2 separate regions of the Mus musculus genome follow, and region 2 is linked to region 1. Evidence: chromatin contacts called from public ChIA-PET data. All regions are on one chromosome and are shown on one strand. Each heading gives the region's core, a stretch centred on a gene start, on an enhancer-like site or on the middle of the called end of the contact. The rest is flanking DNA. Distances are from core to core; before and after follow the strand shown. Region 1 holds the start of A930018P22Rik (RIKEN cDNA A930018P22 gene). Region 2 overlaps D430041D05Rik (RIKEN cDNA D430041D05 gene).

What was found. ChIA-PET counts read pairs in DNA pulled down with a chosen protein or histone mark.
Region 2: an RNA polymerase II ChIA-PET map of effector CD8 T cells shows a contact between it and region 1, with 11 read pairs. The contact joins the enhancer-like site here to the promoter of A930018P22Rik in region 1. A contact is called at or near these places in 1 of 15 datasets of contacts at CTCF or cohesin (CD8 T cells), 6 of 484 Hi-C or Micro-C datasets (the C2C12 cell line, CD4 T cells, CD8 central memory T cells and 3 more), 5 of 115 datasets of contacts at active chromatin or transcription factors (CD8 T cells, effector CD8 T cells, embryonic stem cells and 1 more) and 2 of 9 other capture datasets (adipose tissue and liver).

Annotation. Positions count from the first base shown.
Region 1 is chr2:104,120,024-104,125,627 of GRCm38.p6, forward strand. It overlaps A930018P22Rik (RIKEN cDNA A930018P22 gene), which reads left to right and starts at 2,746. Exons shown (of 2, transcript NM_026634.2): 1 at 2,746-3,306; 2 at 4,466-4,723. The coding sequence starts at 2,808. The coding sequence ends at 4,551.
Region 2 is chr2:104,170,208-104,175,811 of GRCm38.p6, forward strand. All of the region lies in intron 16 of D430041D05Rik (RIKEN cDNA D430041D05 gene), which reads right to left. Among named protein-coding and RNA genes, the nearest start is that of A930018P22Rik, 50 kb to the left of the region's middle. Within about 2 kb of position 2,679, at least 31 of the 459 cell types and tissues checked have an H3K27ac peak or open chromatin away from gene starts, as enhancers often do. A contact at or near this core is called in CD8 T cells, CD8 central memory T cells, Th1 cells and 1 more, where this site is marked.

The DNA of each region.
Region 1 (5,604 bases), core at 1,496-3,995:
CAGCTACAAACTACAGACAACCCAACTTCAGAGAGAGTGCAATCAGATCTGATTGTTTTGTTGCTGCACATGATCCAGAAATAAGCAGCTGCTAGCTGTGTTTCAGTTGCCCAACACTGATTGGGCTGCTCTATATTGGTGGTATTCCTGGGTCTTTCCCTCACAAACACAGTCACTATAGACCTTCCGGCACTGCATCCAAGGCAGAAAGAGATGACGGGAAAACCGTGTTTTAGTTTTCCTTACTAGGAAATTAAAATCATTCTTATAAGACTCCCCACTGTCTGTCTTCTTGTTTGTATATTCTGGTTGGATCTGGATCTTGTAACCAGAAAGTGTTACAAGAATGAATGTGAGCTGCAAGAGGAACGGGGAAAGCCAGAGTTTATTTTCTCCAGCCTCTGTGGGTGAAGGAAGCAAAGGAAAAGGATTGGGATCGCACCACACCGTCACTGGGACACCAAGCAGCAGCACCTGCTGGCCACCGGCCGCACTGTCCATCCTGCCCCACTATAGGGCTCCGCACTTTCCAGATGTAATTCTCAAGCTTTCAGTTCTGTTAAGGTTGCCATACAGGCTTTGCTTTAGGCTGGGTAGACTTCAGCTGGTGGTGCTATTTTTGGAGTTTCTGGAAACCATGGGGCATGGAGCCTAGCTGGAGAAAGCCAACCAAAGTCAGCACAACTTTTTGTTTTCAGTTGATGAGGTTTCCATGGGTGTCTGGGCTTCCAGCTGCCTTTATACTCTACTCCACTGGCCTCACTCTCAAACTTCAAGTTTGTTAACTTGATAATTTTATTTTATTTTATTTTTTGCTACCTCCACAAATACATCTACCTAGAAAACAAACATAAAGGCTGGACTGCATTTTTGAGAACGTTTTTCTGAAATACTGGGAACTGAGAAGGAGATGGGAGTACCCCAGCCCTCATGTCCACACCAGCACAATGGTTAATTCAGATTAGTAATAAAAGGCTGTTTTGTGTTTCTTAGAATAGCATGGCCCTTAGATTATGGCACAAACAACCTCCAGAAAGAGCCAGCCTGCTGCCAGGAAGAGGGACTTGAAGATCAGAGGCCAGGAAGACAGCCGTAGCCTTGCCATGGTGGGACACAGAGTCCCTTATAAAAACAGGTTCTTGATGTCACAGATGAAAGAATTTTAAAAGCAAGACACAAAAGGGAACTTGAGGGCAATGTATTGGAGTTAGAAAGAGAAAACAACAGGTCATGCAGCGGGAGGGAAAGATGCCCTCTTTGGTTCACAAGCCAGAATGTGCCCATGTTCACCAGCGACCATCTGCAAGCAACTAGATGAGGGGCAGATGATGACATATATAAATATTTCACTAACGGGAAAGCTGCTCTTGAGCACACCTACTTTATATTTCATCATTTAGCTCAGGTTCCTCTTGTTTGAGTAATAAAATATCCTTTGCTCTTTGATGCAGGAGGTGGAGGAGGGGCTCAGACCTATTTTACAAACAACTAAACAGTGCTATTGAAATGGGTTAGTCCGGTACGAGCATTGAGTGCTCCTGCAGAAGACCCTGATCTGATACAGTCTCCGGCACCCATATCCTCCTGACCTCTGTGGGCATCTGAGTGCACACACACACACACACTCATGGTTCCACACACAATAAAACTTAAAAAGGAAAAGAGAGAAAACATGTACATGTCCAGCGACATGCTAGGCATGGTGATGCTCGTCTCTGACGCCTGCCAGGTAAGAGAGACAAGAGGATTGCTGGAATTATGTGGCCGACCACATGGGAAGTTCTAATCCAACTTGGGTTACACAAAAGCAAACAACCAGCCTCTCCTCCAAGTCAAACTGCTTGCCCAAGACTAGCAGTCTGGATATCAGACTCCATCTTTTGCTGCCCCACCCCATGTATTTAGCACATATCTGTATACACAAGTTCGCTCACGGAGCTGAGCCTGCGCTTCCATGACCTCCAACCCTCCCTGCTCATTCCTGCAGGTGATCATTAAAAGAGTAAGCAGCCTGAAGGAAATTGACTTCTCCTTAGTTACTGGCTCATAGTTCATAAAAATGAGCTGTACATGTCTCTTGGACAGAACATCCAGTTCTCAGGGATGGGTGTGGTGTTTGAGGTGGGCCCCATAATTTCCTTTTGGTGTTTTGCTGCCTGTCAGCTCCTGATAACTTATGTGTTCAGAAGAGAATTAAACTGCATTTCATAAAAAAAAAAAAAAAAAGTTGTTTGCCTCAGGGTCATTACAAACTCAGACTGCTTCCCCATTTCCAGAATATTCCATAGCATCTCTACATTTACCAGAAAAATTTCCTTTTCTCCCTCTGTAGAGAATGAAGTCAGCCACACATTTTTTTTCAGTTTCTAAATAATGAGTCAAGATTGCTAGGACAAAGGGTCTGGTTGTTAGGAAATATTTTCCACTCCCTGATAAAAGGAGAAAGCTGAATTTCTCTCTCAGCCTCGGCCAACTCTGTGTGCAGTATTAGCAGCAGAAAAGAATTGAAGGCTTCTGGGAGGAGTCTAGGGCCCGAGACTAAAGTGTGCCTGGGCTATTTTGGGGCGGGTAGTGCAGGGCAGCAGCTGCACCAAAAGAGGTCAAGGACGATAGCTTTGCCCGAAGCTGACTCGTGGGGCGGGGCCTCTGCTCTCCAGAGCTCCGCCTCCTAGGGGCGTAGCTAGAGCGAAGGGTGGGGCCACGCTCCGTCGGGGCGGGGCCTGTGGAATCTCCGAACTCCTAGACACGGGGCTTTGGCGCGCGTCTCCCGGCGCGGGGTTCCTCTCACGCAGCCTCCCATTCAAAAGATGCCGAAGGGGCGGCGCGGCAGCCAGAACCCCAAGATGAGCCAGCGGCCGGCCCCGCCCCTCTACTTTCCGTCGCTCTACGACCGGGGCATCTCGTCGTCTCCGCTGAGCGATTTTAACATCTGGAAGAAGCTCTTCGTGCCGCTGAAGGCGGGCGGGACGCCGGCGGCCGGGGTGGCAGGAGTAGCGGGGGTCCGATCCCTGCCTCTGGCACCCCCAGCTACGGTGCCGCCGCCGCCGCCTGGCCTGGGTCCCCCCAGCGAGCGCCCGTGTCCTCCTCCCTGGCCGTCCGGCCTGGCTTCTATTCCCTACGAGCCTCTGCGCTTCTTCTACTCGCCGCCTCCAGGCCCCGAGATGGCAACTTCGGCCCTGGTCCCCGGCTCCACGACCCCCTGGCTCGCATCCGCCTCCCACCCTGAGGAGCTGTGCGAGCTAGAGATCCGGATTAAGGAGCTGGAGCTGCTCACAATCACTGGGGACGGCTTCGACTCCCAGCGCTGTGCGTGACTGCCAAACGAGCCCAATCCTAGCTGCCTTAATTGCCCCCTAGAGTCAGGCAACAGAATGTGACCCCAGCCCTAGGAGTTCCACCCCCAAATATCTGTCCTCCAGAGGTTCAGACCCCCACGTGCTGAATTTCAACCGACCCCTGCCTCCCCACACACCTGAGCTATTCAAGCCCTTTAGTTTTAAACCCTTAGGGGCTAGCCCTTGAAGTAATTTGACACTGACTCTTCACACCTGAAGCACACTCTTCTTAAATTTAGCAGTCCTACACAGTAAGACCACATTTCTGTAATCTAGAGCTCCACCCACAACAGGCTCCCTATCTCTAGAGACATTAATCTTCAGTATTCAAATCTTAAGCTGGGTCTGTGGGTGGAAGGAGATCATAAGAATCGCCCAGACCTTGAAGCCCCACAGTCATTCACTGAGGAGCCTTGGCCTCTGCCCTTCCCTGGGCCCCAAACCCTCGGACAAGATCTTGGACTTTGACATCTGGTCTAAAGTCTGAGGTTTTGGGGATCCACATCAGAGCAGAACAAGTGCTGATGTAAGCAGGAATCCTCTGGTATATGAACAGATGCCTCTCTAGCGGACAGTAAGGCAGTTAGAGCCAGCCATATTTCCAGAAGGACTAATTAAATTGCTCAGGAATTAGTAGCCTGAGGCTATCCTGATTCACCCCCTGTTCTAAGGCTTGAATTGGACTATTAGAGGAAGGCACATGGCTCTGGAAAGATAATTTCACCTCTGCAGCACAACAGGTTAAATTGGTCCTCTCTGCCACATAGTGGGGTGAAGTATGAAAAAAAAGATACACGTAGGTATGCATGGTCATTGGGATGCTCTCTAATTCATCTCTGCAGGAGACATACATAGCCGCGGGAGGAAAAAGTCCCCAGAAATGGCCTTTTCAGATGTGTGAGTTAGATAAGGTTGGGCTTCTAGGAGATTTTAGGGTCGTGCATAATTACTTCTCAGAATCTTGCTCTGGAAGTTAGTAAATTGCTTCTCAGGGTGTAGATGGTACATGCCTGGAATCCCAGTACTTAGGAGGCTGAGGCGGAGGGATCAAGAGTTCCAGAGCCACCTGGAGCTATATAGGAAGACCCTGAAAACCCAGCCACAGCTGAGTCTGTTTTGCTCTCCTACAGATAAATTCCTGAAGGCGCTGAAAGATGAAAAATTACAAGGACTGAAGATGAGCAGGCAACCTGGAAAGTCGGCCTCCTGCTCCTGAGGAGCTGCCCCCCACGCCCCCCGGAGCTGGGCAGCTGCCTCCTTAGGTGTTAGTGCTTAGATAATGTGTCCTAGTTGTTGTCATTTCAAAGATGGTTATTTTCTGTTCTGTATTTACTACTGTTATCATTGCTCTCAGCACATACTTCACATACAGTGCCCACTTGCATGGTAAATCTTATAGCCTCTTTCCTCTGGGCTGATGCTGGGGCTCTCCTTCATGGGATATGCAGTTGTTGTCTGGCCTGCTATTCAGAGTCTCCTGTGACTCAAAGAGTGGACCCAACACTATCACTGCCAGACATACTGGGCTGGCCAGTGTATACAAGAGACTCAAAGCCCCGGCAATAAATCCTGGTCCTGATGTTGGCTCTCAGCCATATAGGCAACCCTCGAACTAAATTTAGAACTTGAGTTGCCCTTCATCTCAGTAATTTTCATTTTTAGAAGTAATTTGTGCTTCAAAAATTTCTTTTTGAAACACAGAATTCTGGTAATCTTTTTAAAGACATGGTCTTTCTAAGAAAATCACATATAACACTTAAGAGGTATTTATCAAGTGCTTATTAAACACTTAGTCCCCCGTGTAAACACTTGGAATTGGGGATGGGGAAAAACATGAGTGAACTACAAGAAGGCATCCTAGAGAATGACATGCCAATCACAAAGAATGACATGTCAAACGATGAAAGGGAGAGGGCAGTAAGGACAGCCAGACTATATCCCAAGGAAGACAGAGTGGGCTTTTAAATATGGTCTCTTTGAAGATATAGCATATTTTGTTTACTGTTTTGAGATCAAAACTATGTAGCCCAGATTGACCTTGAACTCCAAATCTTTCTGCACTTGCCTCCCAAGTACTGGGGTTACAGCTGCATACTACCATGCTTGTTCAAGAGGTAGCATTTAAACAATGTGGGGAAGTGATTGAAGATCATTTCCCTATGTGGGAATGTTCCAGGCAGAAGGGCCAATGCAAGGGCTTACAGTGGCGCAAGCCAGCATTGGTGAATCCTAACCATCAGGTGAGATGGCAGAGCAGAAGGGGTGAGGG
Region 2 (5,604 bases), core at 1,429-3,928, 50 kb after region 1:
ATAGAACATAAAATTATCCCTTTATACGAGGACACATATGCCACTGGGGCAGTTTTAGAGAAAGGACTTTTGATCGTTGTCTGGGAAGTGGGTTTTCTTTTTTATTTTTCTTTTTTATTAGATATTTTCTTTATTTATATTTCAAATGCTGATTCCCTCTGAAAACCCCCTATCCCCTCCTCCCTCTCCCTGCTCACCAACCCACCCACTCCAGCTTCCTGGCCCTGGCATTCCCCTATACTGGGGCATAGAGCTTTCACAGGACCAAGGGCCTCTCCTCCCATTGATGACCAACAAGGCCATCCTCTGCTACATATGCAGCTGGAGCCAACAATGTTCCAAGTAAATGGCCCCAAGAAACAAGCTGGAAGTGGGTTTCCTAAAAGCCAGCACACCCGGCTGTTAAGATTTTGTTTGGAGATATCCTCTAAATAATGAATCTGACTTCTAGAAGAACGTTTCTATATAAAGCAGAGAACATTTGGAGTTGAATTCAAAGCCTAAGGGTCTTTAATTCACGCTCCATTGTAAAGGAGAGGAATCTGAGGCCAGAGCAATTAAATGATTTGCTCAAAGTTGCCCGGCGGTGGGCATGTTGACCTGGGCATATCCCACTGTCCTCTGGGCTCATCAATGCTGGTTCCTACCCCCACATGGCCTTCCTCCCCACATTTTCAATTCTTCCTAGTACAGAATGGATATTTGGTGCCAGATTACCCCCAGGAAGGAGATTAATGTCACCGAGGTGAGCTGAGCTAACTTTTTGCCACTTTTCAGTACTGTTACACATCTGTAGTCAGAAAAGTAAATATATTGTGTGAATGTAGAGTTGTGTGTTAGGCAGGGCAAGGGTCTTAGTAATGCTCCTTACCCTTCATCTCCTCCTTAAGATCCTTGGGGTGGGGCTGTGCAATGTGTGGGGTGGGGTGGTGGTGGGGGTGAGCAGGGCACCGCTCTGAATTGGGTTAGTGAAGGTTAGCACTGCCTTTGGTACAGGGAAGTAGACACTGCCCTGACTTCCCTCAGTAATGAACAGGGCCGTGAAGTGTAGGGCAAAATAAACACCCTTGTCCCCCAGATGCCGTGCTCACGGTGTTCCGTCACAGCGACAGAAACCCCAACTAAGACACTGTCTCATGAATTCCAACTGTCCTAGGAAGGGCCACATCCCTCCTAACACCACAGTCCTTTGAGTCATCTGATGTCCACCTAGGAAGGGAAACACCTTCCAAACCCTCTGCCTGCAGAAGGGGGTCATGCTTGTTCTGGTTTTAATGGGACAAATACCGCTTTCAGCCTTAGTTGCTCTTTAGGCTGTGTTAAGGAGACAGCAATTAGTAAAATTGTGACCTGACCCCAAAGGACTATCCTTCAATGACTATAAGCTGGCAGAGGTGAGAAGCTGACATGCCAGGTATTGTTCCCAGAGCTTTGCATACACTGACATTTTAACTCTTACGATAACCTACTGCAATATTAACACGTATGATTATTTTTATTGTACAGATGAGAAAGATAAGGCACTGAAAAGTCAAACAAAGCCCTCGTCCACTGTACACACACAAACAGAACTTTTCCCATCCCATAGGTGTGTGCTCTGATCAAAGCAGGAACAGTCTTCTGAGACAAGGACAGAGATACAATAATTACTAAGATTGTCTCAGAGACCATGAGGATAGATGCATCACTATATAAGCAGAAGTGCTTCTCAGCAATATCTGTCAATAAGCAGTTAGCTGTTCCCAACTGCTCCTTGGGGGTTATGAACTCCTCTGGGGTTCCGTCTGGGTTATGCCATCCATAGCCCTCAATCCAGAGCTCTATGTCTGAAGCCATTGATCAGCTGCTAAGTGAAAGAAATCCATATAGCGGGTGTTCACGTTTGCTTGAGGACCTGTGCTATGCTTGCCCTGTGAGGAGGAGTCTACCGCATGTATTGCCTTGCTTAGCCTCACAGGTACATAAAACAGATGTGTCCATTTTCAGATGGCGGTACTGTGACCACTGGTTTACTTGGCCCTTGCCCCTTCCCTTCCCTTCTGTTCACTTATGATGTCTTATGCTTAGACATACACATATGAAGCCTTCCCACATTGATGGTGGGCTTGAGTGCAGAGTCTGTCTGGAGTCGTATTTGGGAATGAGAATGTATATTTAAGGCTATTTAACCTGCAAGTTAGCGTATTTACTTCTCAACTTCCTAGTGAAAAATCCTGGGAAATTATTTGTGTGTGTGTGTGTGTGTGTGTGTATGTGTGTGTGTGTGTGTGTATTAATCGAAGTATACTTTAGAAATTCTGAAAGGAGAAAAAACAATGAAGGAATGGCTGCTAATAATAAGAAATAGAACGCACAGATAAGCCAAACAAAGAAAATCAAACCCATTGTAATCTGCCAGAATGACTACAGCTAACACTGTGACCTCTGTGTATGTCCTTCCAAATGTTTCTATGCATAGGGAAGAGGTTATAGATCATAAATGCCCAACACCTCCAATCCCCGACCCCAGACAGAACAGAGAATGACACGTTGCCCGTGACAGCCTTCCCTTCTAAGGCACTCGTACTCCGACATCAAATCCTCTGGTTTTTGTGATAGAGAACAGGAAGTGGGGGCAGCAAACTTGAGAGAGGAAGGGTGTGGACTGCAGGGTTTTTAAAGTAGGCGTTTTCTAGAGAAGAACAAAAGTAGCTGTGACGTGTGAAGGAGAGAACTTAAAAAGGACCACATCTTAGTCAGGGGTTCTCCTGCTATGATAAATATCATGGCCAAAAGCAAACTGGTGGAAAGGGTTCGTTTGACTTGATCTTCACTTTACAACCCACCATCAAAGGAAGTCAGGTCAGGCCCTCAAGGCAGAAACCTGGAGAGAGGACCGAAAGCAGAGAAGGAATAACAGACACTGGCTTGTTCTCTATGGATGGTGCTCAGCCTGCTATTGTTGTAACCAGGGCCATCTGCCCAAGCTGTCACCACACACAGTGAGCTGGGCATGCCCACATCAAGCACTAACTCAGAAAGTGCTAAGTAGACTCATCTATAGTCCAACATTCTGGAGACACTTTCTCAGTCGAGAGTCCCTTTTCCCAGATGACTAGCTTGTGCTAGCTAATACGACATAAAACTAACCAACATGACCTCTGAGTATGATATCACATGAAAAATATGAATTGAGGATTAGAGATGTTTACAAATTACTGCTGTTAGCATAGTTCTTTGGTTTAGATACTCTTTCAAAATATCCTGTCTGTATTACGATTTTATAAACAGAAAATAAGCGGACACATGTATGTAAATGGATACAAATATGTAAAGTTTTAAAAAGTTTATTTAACTTTTATTTATGTGTATGTATGTGTGTCTGTGTGAGGATATGCCACATGCATGCAGGTGCCCTCAGAGGCCAGAAGAGGGTGTTGGAACCTTTGCAAATGGAGTCCAGGTGGTTGTAAGTCAATCTGATGTGGGCGCTGGAAGAACAGCAAATGCTCTCAACTGCTGAGCCATCTCTCCAGCCCCATGTAAAGCTTAAAAAATACACATTTGTGTGTCTATATATTATTATTATATAAGTACTATATATAATATTATATGTCAATGAATATCACTCATAAGAAATATTTTAAAGAATTTCATAACCATATTATATGGAATTTTAAGATTATACTTAATATAGCCTACTCTTTTCGATGGTCATCTGATATCTCACTATATAAAGCAAGCTGTAAAAGATATTCTTGTGACTAAACTTGTATATAGCCATGTGTTTACCCCTAGGCTAAATTCACACAAGTGAAATTGTTGGTATAGAGAATATGCATATATTTAAGGTTTGGGGTAGTTATGAATTTTCTCGTGGTAGATTACAACCTATAGAAGAAATCAAGACCATTCTTTCTCCCCTGAACACAGGGGCCCTGGTTTTGGGTGCTCTGCTGCCCTCACACAGGACAATCACCTGCAGTTCTAATCACACTGTTTTCTTTCTTTAAAAGAACTTTCTATATTTGGTTTCTTTATTATTTTATGTGTTGAAGTATTTTGCCTAGGTGTGTGTGTGTGTGTGTGTGTGTGTGTGTGCATGCGCGCACTGTGTTCATGCCTGCAGAGGTCAGAAGGAGTTGGATCCCCTAGAACCTGAGTTACAGACAGTTGTGAGTGGCCAGGTGCATTCTGGGAATTGGTCCTGGGTCCACTTGAAGAGCAGAATGTATTCCTTATTACTGAGTCAACTCTTGGGCCCTACATGTTATTTTCCAAAGAGCAAGGGAGTCTCATACAGCAAGGCTGCCTACACAGTGGGTAAAAATTTATGTGACCTCAGTTTCTTTCTGAAACTCCCTGGGAACAAATTTGAGGGACATTATAGCTCTGCTAGGGACTCCATAGGACATATGAAACTACTTCACAAACTTAGTCCTACTGTTTGGCCTTGGGGAATATTTTGTAGCCTGAAGTCTTCAACAAAATTAATAACTAGTTTTGAAAAAAATACACTAATGGAAAGATGAGCTACTGACCAGCAGAAAATATTAGAATCTATATTCAGGATATGTAAATGACATTGATAAATGAATAAGAGATATCCAGTTTAAAAATGGTACATTATGCTTGAAAAGATACCTCAACAAAGGACATTATCAAAATGTCCAATTTGCAGGTATCATCAGTAACTGGGAAAATTGTATCCCTTCAGATTCAGTAGAATGAGTTAAATAAAAACAGTCTAATAACAGTGAATGCTGGTGAGGCAGAGAAATAGGGTTGAATAGTCATTGCTGGCGAGAGGGAAACGGTTTGATGCTTTCTAGGTTTGCAGTTTAGAAAAAAAGTCAGACCTGTGTATCTACTCTACAAGCCAGCAACTTTATTCTGGGTTGTCTGAAACAGATGAGGGCATGTTTACAACATAGCTAAGTTCTCAGCGTATTCTTCATACTAGGTCTAAAGTGAAAACAACCTGAATATCCCACAATAGGGTGACGAATAAGCACAAGGCATTGGGTTTTTATGAGAACAGTAATAGAAAAGAACAAGACACTGGTAATGCAGTGGGATAGGCGAAGCTGATCTGGAGAAGTCAGACACATAGTACGTACTCAACAATTCATTTAGAAGAGTCCAGGAGAAGCAGGGCTGTGATGGTGGATATCAGATAGGCAGTCGCCCCTGGACAGGTAGTGCTTGAAAGAAGAGAGAGGGAACTATCTGGGGTGTATGAGAGAGAGGAAAATGTTTCGTATTTTGATTAGGCTGATGGTCACAAGGGTATGCCCATTTACTGCAGATATGAACAGTTTACTATAATATATCAGTTTCACCATGATAAAAGAAATAAAATGGGTTGGAACAGCATAGCTGGTTTGGTGGGGGCTGCTCAAGGAAGATCTGCCTAAGGAGGTGATATTACCGAAGACCTGAAGGCAAAGGGGCTGGCTATGTACTTACTACAGGGCAGTCTAACAGAAAGTCTTACGGTAGGAAAGGGCTTGGAATGTGCAACAGAGAAAGGACCATTATGGAATGAAATTGTGACCCCCAAATTCATACCCTGCAGTGGTACTCCCCAGGACCTCAGAATGTGATCCTGGTTGGAAGGTCAGA